Regions from separate parts of the Gossypium hirsutum genome. Here region 2 is linked to region 1. A link is a contact called in public Hi-C data. All regions are on one chromosome and are shown on one strand. Each heading gives the region's core, a stretch centred on a gene start, on an enhancer-like site or on the middle of the called end of the contact. The rest is flanking DNA. Distances are from core to core; before and after follow the strand shown. Region 1 has its middle 5.7 kb from the start of LOC121214371. Region 2 holds the start of LOC107917926 (NAC transcription factor 56-like).

What was found. A called contact is a pair of places that touch in the nucleus more often than the background predicts.
Region 2: a Hi-C map of leaf shows a contact between it and region 1, with 1.6 times the contacts expected there. The contact joins the promoter of LOC107917926 here to the enhancer-like site in region 1. A contact is called at or near these places in 6 of 34 Hi-C or Micro-C datasets (anther, leaf and petal).

Annotation. Positions count from the first base shown.
Region 1 is chrD01:7,707,328-7,712,493 of Gossypium_hirsutum_v2.1, forward strand. No RefSeq gene overlaps it. Among protein-coding and RNA genes, the nearest start is that of LOC121214371, 5.7 kb to the left of the region's middle. Within about 2 kb of position 2,619, at least 1 of the 9 cell types and tissues checked has an H3K27ac peak or open chromatin away from gene starts, as enhancers often do. A contact at or near this core is called in leaf, where this site is marked.
Region 2 is chrD01:7,660,568-7,665,733 of Gossypium_hirsutum_v2.1, forward strand. It overlaps LOC107917926 (NAC transcription factor 56-like), which reads right to left and starts at 2,349. Exons shown (of 3, transcript NM_001327142.1): 1 at 2,148-2,349; 2 at 1,736-2,043; 3 at 1,035-1,632. The coding sequence starts at 2,331. The coding sequence ends at 1,117.

The DNA.
Region 1 (5,166 bases), core at 1,369-3,868:
AGTTTTTTTGTTTTTGAAGTCAGTTTAATGAAGGAGATCCTCTTTGGCATTTTTGCTAAAAAAAAGGGAGAAGACCGGAAGCAAATATGCTTTGTTTGGACCAAGTTATTTACCTCTTAATTGCATTTTATTCTTTTCGATATGATATGTTGCATACTCCCTTCTTATGCTTGATAGATGATTTAATGACTCATGCTGATAAGAGGAGTTTTTAAACATGATAGTTGCTGATGCATTTCTTAAGGGGAGTTATAATCTAGTTCACTTATTTATTGACTTTATTTACCTTGTACGTGTCTTGTGTGTTATCATTTTTTGCAAGGTTTTATCAACATGCCAAATGGAGAGATTGTTAGAAACTTTAACCGTTATACTCTATTGTTTTATTTTTTGTTATAACATTGATTGGAACAACAATTGGGGACAATCAAAGCTATTTATTGAGTTAGCTATTATAACTTGTATAAAAATAATATTGGTTATTTATTTTATTAAGCAGCAGATGCGAGATGTGTTTTTATGTTCAAGGGAACTAGATATAAATGTGACAACAATTTTGAAGGAATTAGAAGAGTTCATAATTGACTTGGACTCTATCTTACTATCTTAAAAGATAAGGAGTTCATTAGTTTAGATTTACTTCAAGTAAAAAACTTATTATCTAATTCAAGTGAGACTGAACTTGTTAAAGGTTAGCCTATCCCGTATTTTTTAACGTGGATGAAGTTATTTAAAGCCTGTTTATAAATTGTCATATGCACAACAGGGTGTGCTTTGGAGTGTTATTTTGTTGAGTATTTTGGCTCTCTTTTCTTAGTCCTTTGGAAAGAGATATTGATTGTAAGGTGAAGTTTTTAAGGTGAGTAATTATAACAATTTAGAGACGACGACTTTAAAACTGCGCTTATTCATTGATGTAGGACAGATTAAGCTTAAATCAAGAGTTGTAATAAAAATTGTTCTTTAAATTAAACTCTCTAAAAGTTGAATTCAGAATGCATTAATAAATTTATTGTATCCATATTTTTACACTCTTTACTCTTATTATAATATCTAGATTCTTGTAATAAATGGGATGATGCATTGAAACTAAATGTTAACTATTTATTATAAAATTTCAAATTTTAAACAATTTATTATACCTTTTTTGAACTTTCTTATCACCATTGACTTCTATTTAACATATTCATTTTTAATTCGTAATTTATATTGCTCAAATTACAATAATGTTTTTACTCCAAAAAGGTCATGCTTGTGTTAAACAACATCACAAGATTTGTTTGTTAAAAACGCAATACTCTTTTTCTATGATTTAAAATATAAGTGTTATTAAATAATATAGTGTCTTATCCTTAACATCATTATCCAATTAAAAAAATATTGGTGCTATCAAAAATTAATTTTGAATAAAAAATTCAATATTTTTTACTAAGTAATGCATATTTTATTCAAAATTGATTGTTCAAGTATAAAAATTCTTGGTGCTACAATCGGTTGAAATAAGTCCCTAAAATTAATAGATATTCTAAAATCAAAGAATGTAATATGAAAAAATGTGCAATCCATTGAATGCAATCCCAATAATAGTAGAGATTTATAAAATTAGATTTAAAATTAAAAAACAAAAACAAAGTAAGATAAGAATTATAAACTTCAAAATTCGTTTCATATTATGAAATCAACCATATAAGCAAGAGAAAAAAATCATGGACCCAAAAACACAATAAAAGTAAAATAAAACAAGATATAAATTTTAAAAAATCCAAGCAATGAGACAAAAAATAAATAGGGATCGCCGTGAGTTGGATATTGGCTAGGCTCCCCTATCATATTAACTAGACTCATTCCCACAAAAAAAATATCACTCAATCCTAATTTCAAATAAATTATTTATTCTTTCTCGTTTGTACATTAAAACTTTATCTTGATCATGATGGACATTCACTTAATAAGATATTCATAACAAAATTCATTTAATACAACACATTTTAATAAATATAAACAATTCACCAATGTATAGCATAAGTAAGAATTTTAGTTAATTAATAATTAATCCAATAAATAAAATAGGAAGATCTTTAATTAATTACTTTCCAGAAATGGACAAATTTGAGCAAAAGTAGATATTTAAGAAATCCACTTAGAAAAAGAAAGCATCTACACATAAAATTAAGCTTTTTAACCTCAAGTTAAATCATTATTTTGGGTTAAATCAAATTTAGGAATTAATTTAGACAAAAAAAATTCAAACCCAATGAAAAGTAATTGTTAAATTCAAGCTCTTAAAAGTGATTTAACCTTAAAGCTTTTATAATATTTTTTTAATTTCAATCATTATAGATTCTGGCTAGACTTACGTACGAATTGGGTCGGTTTAGTTTGTGGCCCGACAACTCAAGTTTATTATTTGTATATTATAATAATATTAAACTTTTTATTTTGAAATTTATATATTTTTATAACTAAATTTAAATATATTTACTTTGAATTTAGATCCAACCGATTGTCTCGAAATCAAATATGGATAGTTCTAATCTAAGGTCGACAGATAATTGAAGGGTAATGCAATGCTAATCTGGTGAGTATTTGGGCTGGGTTAACAACAACACTAATCTGAGCCCAGATTATCCAGCCTATCCAATATATAAGGGCCACTTACACAATTTTCTCAAAATTGGCCCATATTATATACTAAAATGTAAAATGATGTTAAAGAAACAAAAAAAGAAAATTTATCCTGCATCTCCCAACTATGACCTAAACTCTAAATTAGTCATCAAACTTCAAAACATTCTAACTAAATCCTGAAAATATCAGCATTGTATCAATTACGTTCTTCTTCAACTTAACTATCAAATTGGGTGTTAAATGTTAGCTTAGATCTCATGCGGAACATGTTTGAAACATATGAATCAAAATCGAAACATGTTTGTACTTATCGCATGAACAACTTAAATCTAATGTGTTAAGAAAAAGAAGTAACACTTCAAAATTCTGATGACACTATTTTTACTTTAACGCATCAAATCTAAATTGTCCATGCACTAGATATGTGTGTTTAAAATTTAATTCACGAGTTTTAAACATGTTTTGTGTTTAATTCAAATTGACATTTAGCACACAAACTGATGCTAGAATAATAAAAGAATCTAATTAATACAATATTGATATTTTAAAGATTTAATTAAAATATTTTAAAATTTATAAACTAACTTAAAATATGAATCATAATTTAAGAATGGATGGTAAAATTAAACTAAAACCCCTAAATCTGAATAGATTTAATTCAAGAAAGAAAAAGACTTTAGTATCTAAATCTAATTTTGCTTATAAAATCTTCGACCCCAAATATATTTGCATTTCAAATCTATATTTTGGAACATATTATATATATATATTATAGGTGTCTGGGTAGGAAAAAAAATATAATTTTCTTTTAATTCATTATTTGGTAATGTTGATATATATATATTTGAAAAGTACATAATTTTTAATTAATATAGGTGTAAAGCCCAGATTTCGCCCGGGCCCAATAACAAATAAAATACCCATAGTCCATTTTACATAAAAAAATAAACCCAATTTTGCCAGCCCAAATAAAATACCTTAGGCCCAATACAACCCTAGCCCACAAACAATTTGTTGCAGCAACAAAGGAGAAACCCTAGGGCGCCGTTGACCGCCGCCTCTGTCCATGCGCGCCGCTTTATCTCCTCACACACCATCACCACGCCTCTGACACCTGCAAAGAAATTGAATACAACCATAGAGCATGCTAACAGAAATGACAGTAAATAGGCAGATAGAGGATAGTTTAATAATAGGATTCGGCTATAAAAGCCATAGGATCCCCTTGTAAGTTTTTTTTACGAATGCACATCAAAAAAATCAGAAATAGAACGGAGTTTTAAAAGGTTGAATCTGATTATATATAATATATATTATAGGTGTCTTGGTAGGAAAGAAATGTAATTTTCTTTTAATTCATTATTTGGTAATGGTTAAATATATATATATTTGAAAAGTACATAATTTTAAATTAACATAGGCATTTCTCTTATTTTCTCTCATCTCACCATTTCTATTTGAAAGGATTGATTTTTTATAATGAAAAATGATCTCACTTTTATTTTCCTCTCACTTTTATTTTCAACTAAGCGCAATCAATTTTTTTTCACTTTTCCATCTAGTGAAACACACCCTTAAGCATATTAGCAGAGTGATGGTTTTATTGTATGTGTCATGTTCTCTTTATTGTTCTGATCATCCTCTTAATCTTGGAAGGAAGATATTTATGGGCAAATTAGGGTTTAAAGTGGGTTCCTAATTAGGGTGAACTTGAAAATTTTTTAAGAGATTAGAATTAAATTGTATATTTTTTTATAATAGTAAAAATATAATTCTACTATTTTAATAAATTAAATATTTATAATTTTTAAAGGACTAAATCGATTCTTTATCATTTTTGAGAGCTTAAGTACAATTTTACTATTATTAAATTAAAATTTTAAAAATCTTAAAAGATTAAAAGGAAAATTTCTTATTTTAGGGGGTCGAGCCTCCTACTAGCCCCATCCCTAATATAATAATTACCATCTTAGTAGAGTTTAATCTAGACTTAAATCAAAATAAAATTAAATGTCGCCACATGGAATACCTGTGGAGTATAATAATTTTTTTTTTCAAACTTTTATCAATATATTGCAAATATTTAATCAATGTTAAATTTTTTAAAACCAAAAATTAAAATATGATAATTTTATTAAGATGTAAAAAAAGTATTCTCATTTAATAACAAAAAAAAAAAGAGAGAGAATAAAGTCTAAGTAGAATAATTAAAGCGAATTAATACATGTGGAAAAGATGAAAAAGAATCCTACAGAAAACGCAGCCGGAAAATGTTTAGAAAATTGGGATTCTCTTTCATTGTCGGCACAAGTTTTATTTATTTACTTATTTTATTGTGACGCAAATGCATGCGTACCCATTAGTCAAGAAAACTCCCCTCTTCCACTTTGGTCAAAAGCCAAATAATTTTCTAATTTCAATGAAATTTTAAAATGTAAAATTCTATAAGAATCATCAAATTAATTTTGATTTCGGGATCCATAATGATGTTATAATAATACTAATAAATTTACGGACCAAAGTACAGTTAAAAATTCA
Region 2 (5,166 bases), core at 1,099-3,598, 47 kb before region 1:
GTCATAGATTAGCAATAAATTAAATCAGGTGATGGGTTTAAAAAAATTAAAATATTTTAGTTTAAAATTATAGTAAAAATAGAAAAAGTTAAAAATAGTAATTTGGCCCCATATACTTCAGCTCTTATCAACCAATTATTGAGTATTCATACCTATTACTGCTATAATGATAATTATTGTTCTAATTATATTATTAGTCAATTTATACCATTTAATAACATTATTTTCAAAACTATTTTACTTAATTAAATATGTATCATATTTATATTTTAAGAAGTGGGAAAGCTTTCTATTTTAGATATATATTTGGTATCCATTTTAAAATTTTAATTATTTTCATAATAATATTTTATTCACAATTCCAACTTAAACTTTTTTTTAATATCCATCACTTTTGAGTTGATCCATTTATATATAATCACATCGCATGCTTTGGCATACCAAATCCTCCATTTTTATAAATTAAAAAAAATTATTTGGATATTCGAGTGCTAGATTCTTTGAAAACCTAATTAACTGAAAAGCTGGAAAAAAAAAGTTATACCCTCTAGGGTTAATGGGGGATTTAGCCATAGAAATTCCAAACTTGCACAAAATATTGATATAGACAAACTATAAAACAATATATTCTTTAAAATGTGCATCATCAACAAGGATTTCTGTACAAGATTTTCAGTTTTGTATCCTAAAAACAAAATATTTTATCATATCCATCAGTTATTATTATTTATTTTCTACAGCAAGTTTCCACCTCCTTCATTCACCCCCACCCTTTTCTTCTTTTTCATTGCATCTCTCTCTATATAATAAACAACAAACTACATATATATATGTATGTATGAATGTATGTATGTATGTATGTATACAATCTATATAACTATATATATATTATAAAATTTACCTATGGCCTCAAGAGATGAAATTTGGCAGCTAACTGTTACACTCAAAGAAACAATGAGGCCTGATTCATCTAATCTCTGCCCTAATAACAAAAATCTCAAATCTTTTTTATCCCAATACTCCCAAATGCTTCAGACACTATAATTTTGACGACTGTATCAACAATTATGTAACATGATACTGACAGCTTGACCCCCACTCTACCTGGAAATTTAATTAAGAGTACCAGTTGAGTCCTGGAAGTTGATGTGGAGGACGAAATATCCCATCTCCCATTGACCCCAACATTGCTGCTTGTTGCTGCTGCAATGGAGGGGTTTGTGGTAGCTGGCTGAGCAAAGTGGCAATTGAACCATTCCCATCTGTTTTCTCCATGCTCCCATCATTGTTATCCCCATGGAATCTCTTGCTCGTCGATGGTCCGGCGGTTTCATCGTCGGTCCAGTAAAGCGATGGGAGGGTCCTTTTGAGTGGGTTAACCATGGAGGCACTGTTAGTCCCATCACTCCCCATCATTCCATCAAACAGACTATTATGTTCTTGATGTTCTAGTAATGTGCCAAAACTTGTTCCCTTTGTTGAGAAGTGGAATTTTGGATTATGTTGGCTACCGATTGATATCGAAGGTGGTACAGTACCAAGCATGTCATCCATGGAGTCATCTTTATCATGTTCCAGAGGTCTATTCGCGTTGTTTTTCTTGTAGATTCGACATAACACCCAATCATCAAGCTATAAAACCAAAAAAGCAACAAAAACAAAGATCAATTCATGATATCATATTATAAACCATTAACGTGAAATAAATATGACCAAAAAAAAAAAAGTGATTTACCCTTAGTGAGTTTTTCTTGTTGCCCAAGTCACATCCAGGGGGTTTGTTGTTAGTCTTATTATCAGCAAGCCTATATTCATGCATGATCCAATTGGTTTTGATCCCTTTAGGGGGCTTCCCTCCATAAAAAACCAGTGCCTTCTTCACACCAACCTTTTGAGTCCCTCCCGAAGTCAACACCGGCTTATCCGTCCCGGTTGCCTTCCAGTAACCCGAGGTAGCCGCCCTGTTCGGTCTCGCTCCATTCGGATACTTCCTGTCTCTCGGACTAAAAAAGTACCATTCTTGTTCACCAAACGTTGCCTTCGCTGCAAAACCCCAAACCAAATCCAAAAAGATTATTTTATCAGAATCATACAAATTTATACCCTTTTTCCATGAAATAATTTTAAAACATAATAATTTAGTTTACCTGGCAATTCCCATGGATCAAACTTGTACAAATCAACCTCAGCAATAATTGCAACCGGCAAAGGAGCGGAGCTAGCTTTTTTCTTGAGGTAGTGTACCACTAGTTCCTCATCAGTGGGGTGGAACCGGAATCCCGGTGGGAGGTTCGGCTGCTGTGATCCGGTCGACGAGTCGGTGCTCTCCATTGCGACACCTTCAAATATATATATGTATGTATATATAACTCAGTAATGAAATTGAGAATATTTTACTTTGAATTCTGAAAGTTTACCAGAGAAGAAGAGCATCATAGGACTTTTATGGTTTGTTTTGAGAGGCTGCTAAAAAAATGTTGCATAGAGTTGGCATGACCATTTTCTTTATAAATGGGCATTAGAACAAGATTAAGAAAGGTGGGCCGGGATTTAATACACCAAAGTTGGCATCTGTTACAATTTAATCCACCTAATCCCGACAAGCCACGTGACGGGTTTGAAGGTTAGTCCCGTCATTTCGCTAACGTTGCTATAGACTAAGCTCAGGTTTTAATTGGCTGAATCCCCATGCACAGCAAAGGTTGACACAAGGCATGCAAAGTAAGAAGTTAATTGGTCTAATTCTAAGTTTCATCCTTCTACTTTATGGAAATTGATAAACCAGTCCATCTACTTTATTTTGTCAAAATTTAGTCCTTTCATTTTACAGAAAATAAAAAATTAATCTAACTGCTGGAAAAGAAATATAAATATAAATTTAGTTTCGTGCGTAATAAATTGCTAAAGAGATTATAATGAGGAGGACGACAACGAAGGATTTTCGCCTGCTAATTGCTCGACACGTGTAATTCCCAAATGTGGGACTGATGGACACGTGAGCAATGAGTGGGGTGGCGGGGACCACCACCCCCACACAAGGCAACAAAAAGATAATATGGACGGACTTTAGTGATGTGGGGTGGGAACAAGCTTTACGCTTCAGATGTCATGCTTTTGTTATGCAAATCCCACCTCCCAATCCTCATTTTGGTGATCATAGCTACCACTAGAGCCACTAAACCCATGAATTTGGTCGGACCAGATCGGAAATCGGTAAATTTAGAAAAGGAAAATAAATGATTAAATAGAACAGATTGGACAATAGATAATATTTGTAGTGTTTAATATCATACTAAAATTGAAAAAATTAAAAAGGGGATTATAATTGTACTATAAAATTGGATTGATGATTGAGATGTGTGTTAATTGTTTTCTGTCCTCTTTTACTTACTTAATCTTCGAAATTTTATTTAATCTTCTTTGTCTTAAAGCGCCGACGACTATTTTCACGTCTACATTGATTGAGATTTAAGAACTTAAAATGTTAGATTCATGTTTTTATAAGAATATAGATCTATATAAAAAATAAAAAACAATTTCATAGGATTTTTTTTATAAAAAAAAGTAAAGAAAATGATAACTTAATAGACAATATTTTCAATTAAGGGTGTGTTTGATAAACTGAAAATTTAAGTGTTGAAAATTCAAGTACTGAATTTTTATTACAAAATTGTTTGGTAAATTAGTTTATTAATAAAAAGTAAACATTATTTTTTAAAATATTATTAGTTTTTTAATTTTAATCTTACTAATATAATATTTTATATTATTTTGTATAATCTTGGATGGTGGATAAATATATTAGTTTGATTATTTTATTTTTTAAAAAAGATCATTTATTCCAATTTTTTAATAAATTAAGACTAACTTAATATTTTCCAAATTAAGTGGTAAGTAGCCATTACCTACGTATCTTATTCGACACTTTTTTGTTGAAAATTTTATATTAAGTAAAAATATTAAAATGATTGCCAAACACGTTCAAAATATTAAATGTTAAAATTTTTCATTTTCAATGAAATGAAAATTTTCAATGGTTTATCAAACACACTCTAAGTCAATTTTATTTATTTTATTATATTATCCTATAAAAAACCTTATGTTTAAAATTTTGATTTTTATTTAGAGTAAAGTGAAATATTTAAAAATTAATGATAAAATGTAGAAAATAATTTTTTATAATTTAAAATCTATATTTATCAAACAATCTAATTATATTATGTAATTAATTTTAAGTAATATATCAAACAAATTTTATAATTTAAATTCAGTACTTAATTTTCTAACTCTTACTGGTTCAGCACTTAATTTTTCAATTTATCAAACAACACCTTAAATATCTTTTCTTTACAATCCTCTTACCATTTTTTTTCTACTCAACTTTTTCACGGTATTCAAATTTCATGTTCTGCAACATTAACTATGTTATGCAAAGTATATAGAAAAGAAACAGATTTTTTTTAAATAAGTTCTGAATCAATGTGAGAAAGGAATACAAAGAAGCTCATCTAGATATGAGTCTTGATCAGTTTTTTTTGATGGATTCAGATAAAACTTAAAAAGAGATAATGTTTAATTTTTTTTTTATATTTTTTAGTATGTAGGCATAGAGAATTAAACTTAATGCTAGAATGTTGGAATTTCTGTCTTTTACCTAACCTGAGTTAATATAATTACTAAAATATGCTAGTTAGGTTTTCCAAAATCGAATTAAATCCCACAACACCAAAATCCCATTGCTTGTCCTTCAAATGATGATTTGAAAATTGCAATTGAAGCATCTCAAAGCTTGGGGAGACTCTTATATTATGGTATAGATAAGATGAATTATATGGGAAATAAAATGTATCTTTTGGGTGTTGTAAGTTCATAGGCCTCACAATAAGATTATTTGAATAGTGCATTTTAATAGGTTCATGCAATATTCATTTGTAAAATTAAGGTGACATTCAATTGTTTGAACCCTATTATGATATATTAGTACTTTTAATCATGTTGTAGGTAACAATATTATATTATTTAAAAATGTCAATAATGTAGAACTTTAAAATTATAATTCATTTTATTTGTTCATGGGCTAGGACTTTCTTTGTACCTATATGTAGTCAGCTCTCTTTATAACAACCACCTGCTATAATAACATTTTGTTATAATAGTCAAGTTTTT